3 separate regions of the Gasterosteus aculeatus genome follow, and regions 1 and 2 are each linked to region 3. A link is a contact called in public Hi-C data. All regions are on one chromosome and are shown on one strand. The core of a region is the stretch at or near the end of the contact, and the rest is flanking DNA. Distances in the headings are between cores, read along the strand shown. Region 1 overlaps sema4c (sema domain, immunoglobulin domain (Ig), transmembrane domain (TM) and short cytoplasmic domain, (semaphorin) 4C). Region 2 overlaps cdca2 (cell division cycle associated 2). Region 3 has its middle 57 kb from the start of LOC144386318.

Region 1 (2,779 bases), core at 198-2,697, 150 kb after region 3:
AAGAAGTTTCCTCACCTCCTTTTTGCCTCCTTGGCCCTCTCACCCTTCCCTTCGTCCTTTCCTCCCATTCCTTTCTCCTCCCCCCTTTTCCCTCTCCATCCTCGTCTGTCTGTGCCGCAGTGTATAACCAACTCGGACAGGGAGAGCGGCTACAACAGCTCTCTGCAGCTGCCCGACGCCACGCTCAACTTTGCCAAGAAGCACCCGCTGATGGAGGACAAAGCTCTGGCTCGCCCCCTGCTGCTGACCAAGGGCGTCAACTTCACCAGGCTGGCGGTGGATCGGGTCAGCGCCCTGGACCAGCGGGCCTACAACATGCTGTTCATCGGCACAGGTACAAGCTACACCAGGGTTTTTGGAATGAAATAATACACACGATAGATGACACATGAGTAGAATTTGAGGATCGGCAAATTAAAGCTTTCGGTTTTTCCTTCTATTGAGTTGCTATTTATTAAAGTACCTACATCTCATTCAGTGAGCTAAGCTCTTTTTTCAAAACTTATACATCAGGTTTTTGGAAGATGATACCAATAGCCTCCTCAAATACAATGCATGCACGCAGAAAGCCACACTCGCCTGCTGTAAAAAATGTGTTCAATCAGCATCTTTATAATCTAGTTTTGACATAAATAAATCAGAGTTAAGCTTAAATCTATTATATTTTTGCAGGGTAATTGTATTGGATTGTATTATACAGTACATGGTGTTCCTGTTACTTTGCCCAACTCCTGTAGCACGGTGTACTCAATGAACCAGTAAGAAGTCATTGCATGTCCACAGTCCCTATATATTATATATATATATATATATATATATATATATATATATATATATATATATATATTCCCCTACCGTAAATGAGAGTGTGTGTGTGTGTCTTGGCGGGAGTTGCACACGGTTCTGCTGGAGAGATGAAAGCTCACAGGCCGTGGCAGCAGACAGGGACAGGTACTGGCATTAGCTACGGTGGCACAAAACAACATGCCATCTGGCCACACTTCAGCTGGGTTTCAATTAAGGACGTGATTTGCATGCTGGGATCCATCTTCATGCATCAAAGGAAACATCTACGTATGTGCGACTTAATTAATATCTCCAGCCCATATGCAGGTGTCCTGTTTTGGCACGGAGCTGGAATCAGCCGGTCCTCCCGGAGCCTTAATCCTTAATAACGCATATCCGACAGTGGATTCCAGGCAAACTGAATTTGAATGCGGCCCATCACATGAATGGCGAGAGACTCGACTACTTACCATTCAGATCACCGGCGAGAGACCAACTGTGGAAACTGACAGCGCGACAGCAGCGGGCTCGGGGCTTCACTGCTGGCAAGCGAGCAGGGAGGCCCGCCCGGACGCACGCGCGCACGCACAGACCGACGCACACGTGGGCACACTCACAAACGGATGCACACACAGCGATGCACACGCTCACCGCTTCCCCGGGCCAAGTGCAGTCGTCCGCCCTGCTCAGCGCGCTTCACCGCACAAACTCTACAGGGCCCCCGGCAGACGTGCGCTCGCGGGTGCCGGTTGGGCCGCCGCGTGCTTGATCAGCTATTAGCTGCAGCGTAGCGACCGCTGATGTGAGGAGGAGGGTCGAGGGATTAGCCGTCACCGGCCTCAACGCCACGAGAGGTCGAGTGTGATGACATGCTGCTTGCTACGTCTGTATGTGTGTGTGTGTGAGTGTGTATTTCCCTCAAACCTCCCGTTTGCTACAGTTAGCTTTTCATATTATCTGTGACAGTCTCCTAATCGAGAGGGCCACACGAAAAGGTGCATGTCAGCGTGCCAAACTGTTCCATCCATGGACACACACACGCACACACACTCACACGCACACACACGCATCAAGGTCACCCCACCAGCTGTGCCTGAAACGCTTTCCCTCTCACAGGATCTCAACTGTGCCGTACATGAAATGAGGAGCACAGGATCTCCTCCTCCTCCTCTAGCGTCAGCTCTCCAAACACCACATAAAACGTCTGCCAAGTGTCACTGGGGATTTTACATTTACTCGAGGTCGTAAAAAGCCAGGAACAGCATCTTGACTTTAAAATGAATGTTCCTGCTGAACAGGACAGAAGTTGTTTTCTTTGTCATTTCATTTTCTGTCTTCACCAGTTGGCACATTAGTGCGATTGGCCTTAAAGTTGAGGCCTAAATTGAAGTTGATTAAAGTTGCAGACAACTTGATGACACTGTGCATTTGTTTTCTTTTAAGTGACCCCAAGCACACTTCTTTTGTTTTATTTATTGTTGTAATGGCATCAAAGAAGTTCTATTTGAATGAGCTTCTATGCTTTCACAGGTGCGTGCTTGCAGATATCATTAATATTTCAGCAAAATTATGATGCAGTGCGTGTTTGTTTGCAGATCCTTAATATTTAAATTCATTGGTATGCAGTCACAGCTCTGCATGCATTGATTAATTTTCATTATTCAAATAAACTGTGCAGTCGCAGGTGTGTGTCTCTAAAAATAATTATATATCAATGATATTCAAATGAGCTGGTCAAAGGTGTGTAGACCGCACGGATGGTCTATTTAGAATCGGGACTCAGGTCTCTGTCTCTGTCCTCTTCCTCACTTGTGTCCCTGCAGCGGAGGGCTGGCTGCAAAGGGTGCTGATCCTGGGCTCCGAGGCCCACGTGATAGAGGAAATCCAGCTGTTTGAGACGGCCCAGCCTGTGGACAGCCTGACCATCTCTCACTCCAAGGTAAGCACAAAGGGAGAGCATCTCTATTGGGCTGTTTTTGAGCTTTCTGCTGCT
Region 2 (2,700 bases), core at 114-2,613, 170 kb after region 3:
ACGAAGACATCCACCATCTGTCATGCAAGACGCAGCAGGAGGAAGGAATAATAATGATGGGATAGTAATTGGAGGGGGCGTGGGGGGGAGTGATTGTCTTAAACATACAAAAATCTAATTAATACGCTCAAACAATTCTGTTTATTTGTGGCTACTGGAGTGGGGTTCGTTTTGTTTGTTTACCACCCCAGATCTAAAACCTTGACATACAGGTAAATGTCCAGAAGAGGTCCCCATCCCATTGCATCATCTGATGTTTTAATTGAATTGCTTTTAAAATGTGAAGGAGATTGAAATTGTTTTACACGTTGTTTTATACCGACATAAATCAGTTCTTGTGTTCACTGTGACTTCCCTGGAATGTCAAGATGTACCTTGCTGTTCTTATACTGATTAAATGCCTTGGTTCCCAGTAAAAGACCTATCATTTGATCAAATTGTGTTCATTTCAAACGGATGATTTCAGCTCATTAAAAAGAAATTCAACAGGGAAATAAAAACGGCTACAATCCCCACACGCGTGCTATTCCAGCTGTGTGGTCGGTTCGGTTCTGGTTTACGGCAGCTTTTTTCCCCCCTTCATATAAACCGCGACCTTTGGCCGTAAACGGAGGCGTCGCTCCATAAATTACCATCCTGGTCTACATTTAGCACACAGCCAAATGTCTGCAAGTGAAAGGACCTCTGACCCCCGATTCCAGCAGTCAAGAGATGGAAATCAGCCGCTTCTCACTGGTTCCATCCGCCTGTCAGAGAAGCGGAGGCAACGCCAACACAACGAGTTTCAAACTGCTCACATTGGAAAACGGGCCACCGCAGTGATGCGCGGCCGTAATCCATCCGTCACAGTGTCATCAATATTTTTTTTTACATCCAGACACTTGGCTGAAGGAAAACGGGAGGTTTTCTGAAGTACTAAAATTTGAAGGATGAGGATGAATCTGAAGGGTCGTCGTCACCACTTTGCCTCCTCAGGCTGATGCCGTGGGGCTCCTCTGCCCCCTGCTGGAGGAGCCGAGGCGTTGCAGCCCCTCGGCCATTTCAACATTCGTCAAGTTCACATCTGTGAGGAGATCAGAGTCGCGGGGACTGCTGCCATCGTGAGGAGAGCGAATCATTTGGTAAAAGCATCGTCATTTCATTTCTCCACAGCGGCCATTTGTCTCAACGTCTGATTTTACAACCTGTAACTTCCTGAATGGGCTTCTTTTTTTTCTTTTTGTGAGTCCACAGTCAAGCTGCTGCACCTCTATACGAGGTGTGTGTGTGTGTGTGTGTGTGTGTGTGTGTGTGTGAGGGGGGTGTGAAGCCCCCTTCCCTGGCAGACGGGCATAGTGAAGACGGCTTAACACAAGAACAATGGGGTCCTTTGACCAAAACGACGCCCCCAAGACATGCAGGCCTCCTGTCACCGTGGCAACCCCCCCTGGGACGGGGAGCGGGGCTGACAGCTGGAGAGGAGGACTTACTAAAATGGAGTCCATTTCTTTCCACTGAAGCCGCCCCGCTCTACATGTTTCCCCCGTCTTCCTCCATTCGGGGGCCCTTTTATGAATGTGGGTTTACGTCTCATTTTACAACTTCATGTGATTGACCTCACGGGCTCCACTCACCACCGGCGGCCCGTCAAACCCTTCCACGCGCGAACAAAAGTTGGCGATAAATCCCGGGCCCTCGTGGGCCCTGGTTGCCGCCGGTAATAAGAGGGAGCATTGATCTCATTGACAAATACAGGCCTGAGCCACACGATTTCACACTCGCTGTGGGCCTCGTTGGAAAACGGATGAGCTCCCTCTGCACAGACACAAAGCGCCGTAATCAGTCACTTGTCCTCCCCGGTTTGGAGACTTTGGTCTTTCAATTAGTTAATTAGTAGCTGAATGGTATTAAGTTGTCCCACCGTCTCATTCTTTTCTGTGCTCGATGCCGGCAGCCCCCCCCCCTTTTTTTAATTTTTTTTTTCCTCCATTATTGATGCTCTGAGGTTCTCGCTCTGCAGGCCCCGCGCAGCTCTCCCATGGAGCAAAAGACGGCGGGAGGAGGGCAAAGGAAACAAAGGCGGGACAACAACAGCGGATCCTCTGGCTCCTCTCGGCTCGGTCTTTCTGTCTCAGCGTGTGTGCTTTGCCACAGCTGCGCCGCCGGCTCAGACCGGCTTCAAACAGCCGCCTCCCCGCACCCGGCCTTTCAAGGGTCCACTCAACGTACAGCGGCTTTTCAAACTATCATTGGTTAGCTCTGTGGTATAGGTGGGCAAATATCTAAATTCTCATGGAGAGGTGTCGTTCTTACTGCAGCAGAACATTGAACAACCTTTATTATTGAATGTTGTTTTTTTAATTTGAGCTACTGGCTTCACAGGACCTTCAACACAGGAACGTCAATGTAGGAATTTGCTGAAAGCACATCGAGGTGCTTTTCTTAAGCTTTAGTGGAAATGTTACATCGGTTAAACATCGATGCATCAATTGATGGTATTTATCTAAACTGTCGCACCATGTACCTTCCAATCCACCTGCCACGGATTTAACCTGCAATACTTCTCATTTATATCACACGTTTAAATATGAAAGAACACAAAGAAAAATATCTCTTGTATCCTTTTAAGGACAACAAAGTGAGCCGTGCGACTGCCGTTGGTTTTCGTATGTGTCCGAATGCAAAGTGGCTTCTTTTTTTTTTTTTTTTTAATGCCTCATC
Region 3 (2,700 bases), core at 170-2,669:
TCCCATTTGTACAAGGCGACAACATTTCAGCTGACAAAAGATTCTCAATAATGTTGCACACTCACAGGGAGAATGACATCTTTAGCACTGTTGGTTCGATCAGGGAAATGGTGACTTGTTTGGTCACATGTGGGCAGAGCAATGAGCTACAACCACTGATGACAACAACAACAACAAGACTAATTCCTTCATTCCGTTAACCTGTTAGCAAAAAGTCCATCATCTACAAATCAAGCAGAGACAGAGTAATGCTTTTCAGCCCTGGTTGGATTATGAGAAAGATGTATGAATCTTCTAAACTCTTTTAGCAAGATAAACATGCAAAGAACATTGCAGTAGTGTGGTGTGAAGGAACTGAGGGAATAATATAATATTGCATAATGCACATCTAAAGTAATGAGTTAAAAGAAGCTTGAACTCTACCCAGAGCTGAGATGAGATGCAAAGTTGGATGTTAATCATGTTGCTGTCAGGGTGTAATGATAAAAATAAAAAATGTTCATCAAGAAGATTACCAACCGTCCCTTTAAGGGAACGTAATAATTCAAAAGTTCAATGACTTCCATTAAACTCTAATAAGCCTCCCTTCCTGCGGTCGAAAAAAACAACTGCAATCAAATTGGATTTGTCTTTAAGAAAGAGCCCACTGTTGTTCTCAACTGCAACCAGCTCACATTCAGCAAAACATGGACACAACACTGCCTGCAATGGAGTACAATACAGCTTTTGTTATGAATATGAATTTTCTATCCAGCATTCCACCAGCAAATGTCCGTCTTACAAAATATCACATTTTGGTGAGATAAGACAGGAGCAGAAATAATGCCCATATGATATTATTACATCATCGTTCAGGGTTTTGTCTGTCTATCAAATATCAAATCTCTCTCAAGACTTCCTTCCCTTCTCGTGGGAGGTGGTGGGGGGGGGCGAAGGTGTAGAAGGTTCTGATGGCATTTTTTTAAAAGACAACCCCTGCTGTGAGGCTCTCGTGGCTCCTGCCTCAGACGTCTGTCGCCATCTACTGCTAGGGCTGATGTTAGCGCTGGGGGGCGGAGGGGGGGGGAGGCTCTCAGCAAGCGCACACCTCCAAAATATTAATGTCAGGAGCACTGACGCAGAGCGTGAACTCATTGCAAAGCGTGTGAACTCTCTTTCCACTTTTCTAATTAGAAGTGTCACAAAAAGATTTAGAAGACACGTGAAAATGTTTAACAGTGACCATCATCATTCATCCCGTGCTTCCTGAGGAGGGCTTACGGGGTCGCTGCCCTCCCATCACCCCGCTGCACTTCGTTTGCTCTCCACAGGATGGCGTTGCCGTGCTGCAGCAGACCCCAGCTGACCAACCAGAGGCCACGTAGCCCTGCAGTCACTCAGCCGGCCGGCCAATTGAATCACAGGGACCACATCGGCACTCAGGAAGCAGCTCACTAAACGCGGCCGGATGATAGACATCTCCTGCTCTGCTCCCCACCCCCTCCAAGCACACACACACACATGCTCACGCATATTGCTGTTTACAGCTCTGCCCGTGACTACTTCTTCGGGTCCACCTTCATGTGTTGAGCTTTAAGGTTTGCATTTAGGTGTCAAGGGACGGGACGTACACAAAACCATTTGTATGACTACCAATGCATGAGCTTACACACTTCTAAGGACTTCAAGGTGTTGGATCTGAGGCACAAAGGGTCCACCAGACACACACACACACACACACACACACACACACACACACACACACACTCGGCGCTCTCCTTCTCCCTGCCCCTTGCCCCTTAGAGAAGAAGATGTGCTGATACCAGGAGGCTGGCTGCAACAACAAAGCGTCCCACTGTTTTATTGCTGCAGCAAATGCACACCGATGATTCTTGTTGTCCGTGTGACTACGTGAGAGGGGGGGGAGGGAGGGGGGTGGATGTTTGTACTTTGCATTTAAATAACACCCCATATTATGCATCGGATTCACAGTAAGCTGCCGAATTCGAAATGCGGAATAACAACCGTGATTATTTGATTAATTTCCTGGTCTTTGGAAATTTGCTGCTCCTTTCAATTCCTGGGGCGGTAAAAAGAAAAAAGGAGAAAAAAAGTGTCTGAACCAAAATCTGGTGCAGTTTTAATCAAGGTTAGCACAATTGTGAAATATGACTAAATGCTAAATCATTCGCTGTATTAAATGTATGCGTAATGTATGTAAAGTCAAATATTGATATAAATGAATAGCTGCGTTTTAACTCGGAATAGTAAATGTTGACGGACAACAGGCACCTGGGAAAAGACCCCCACCCTTCCTACGTAGGAGCAAGACCCCCCCGGATCGTAAGACCCCGCTGCTTTTCACCTCACCGGCCCTCTTCACCTGGACGTGCCCCGCGGCACAGACACGTGCACCCACACTGTAGCACACTGGCTTAAAAACCAACACTATCTTACCGCCAGTGCCCCCACCCTTTGATGCCCCCCCCCCCCCCACACCTCGACGTGAGAGGAGCCGCAAATTCATTTAAGCAAACATTGATCGTTTGAAATGCAATGCCATTTCTTCCCTCTCCCCACGTCTCCTGAAACGCAATTCAAGGAAAGAAATAGCCGCGAGACATTCGGTTGCCGCCGAGCTCCTGAACCCCCTTCGGTTGTGCGTTGCTGTGTACAACGGGCCTTTATATATGAGAAGAGGGTTGATAAATGACCGAGAGG

What was found. Hi-C and Micro-C count contacts between places; a contact is called where the count stands out from the background.
Region 1: a Hi-C map of whole body shows a contact between it and region 3, with 4 times the contacts expected there. The contact joins two enhancer-like sites. A contact is called at or near these places in 4 of 6 Hi-C or Micro-C datasets (skeletal muscle, tail fin and whole body).
Region 2: a contact with region 3 is called in a Hi-C map of skeletal muscle, with 4 times the contacts expected there. The contact joins two enhancer-like sites. A contact is called at or near these places in 2 of 6 Hi-C or Micro-C datasets (skeletal muscle and whole body).

What each region holds. Positions count from the first base shown.
Region 1 is chr13:17,796,369-17,799,147 of fGasAcu3.hap1.1, forward strand. It overlaps sema4c (sema domain, immunoglobulin domain (Ig), transmembrane domain (TM) and short cytoplasmic domain, (semaphorin) 4C), which reads left to right. Exons shown (of 17, transcript XM_040195650.2): 12 at 121-334; 13 at 2,610-2,725. Among protein-coding and RNA genes, the nearest start is that of cdca2, 10 kb to the right of the region's middle. Within about 2 kb of position 1,448, at least 1 of the 9 cell types and tissues checked has open chromatin away from gene starts, as enhancers often do.
Region 2 is chr13:17,817,983-17,820,682 of fGasAcu3.hap1.1, forward strand. It overlaps cdca2 (cell division cycle associated 2), which reads left to right. Exons shown (of 15, transcript XM_040196135.2): 15 at 1-432. Among protein-coding and RNA genes, the nearest start is that of kat6a, 9.6 kb to the right of the region's middle. Within about 2 kb of position 1,364, at least 3 of the 9 cell types and tissues checked have open chromatin away from gene starts, as enhancers often do.
Region 3 is chr13:17,643,347-17,646,046 of fGasAcu3.hap1.1, forward strand. No RefSeq gene overlaps it. Among protein-coding and RNA genes, the nearest start is that of LOC144386318, 57 kb to the right of the region's middle. Within about 2 kb of position 1,420, at least 1 of the 9 cell types and tissues checked has open chromatin away from gene starts, as enhancers often do.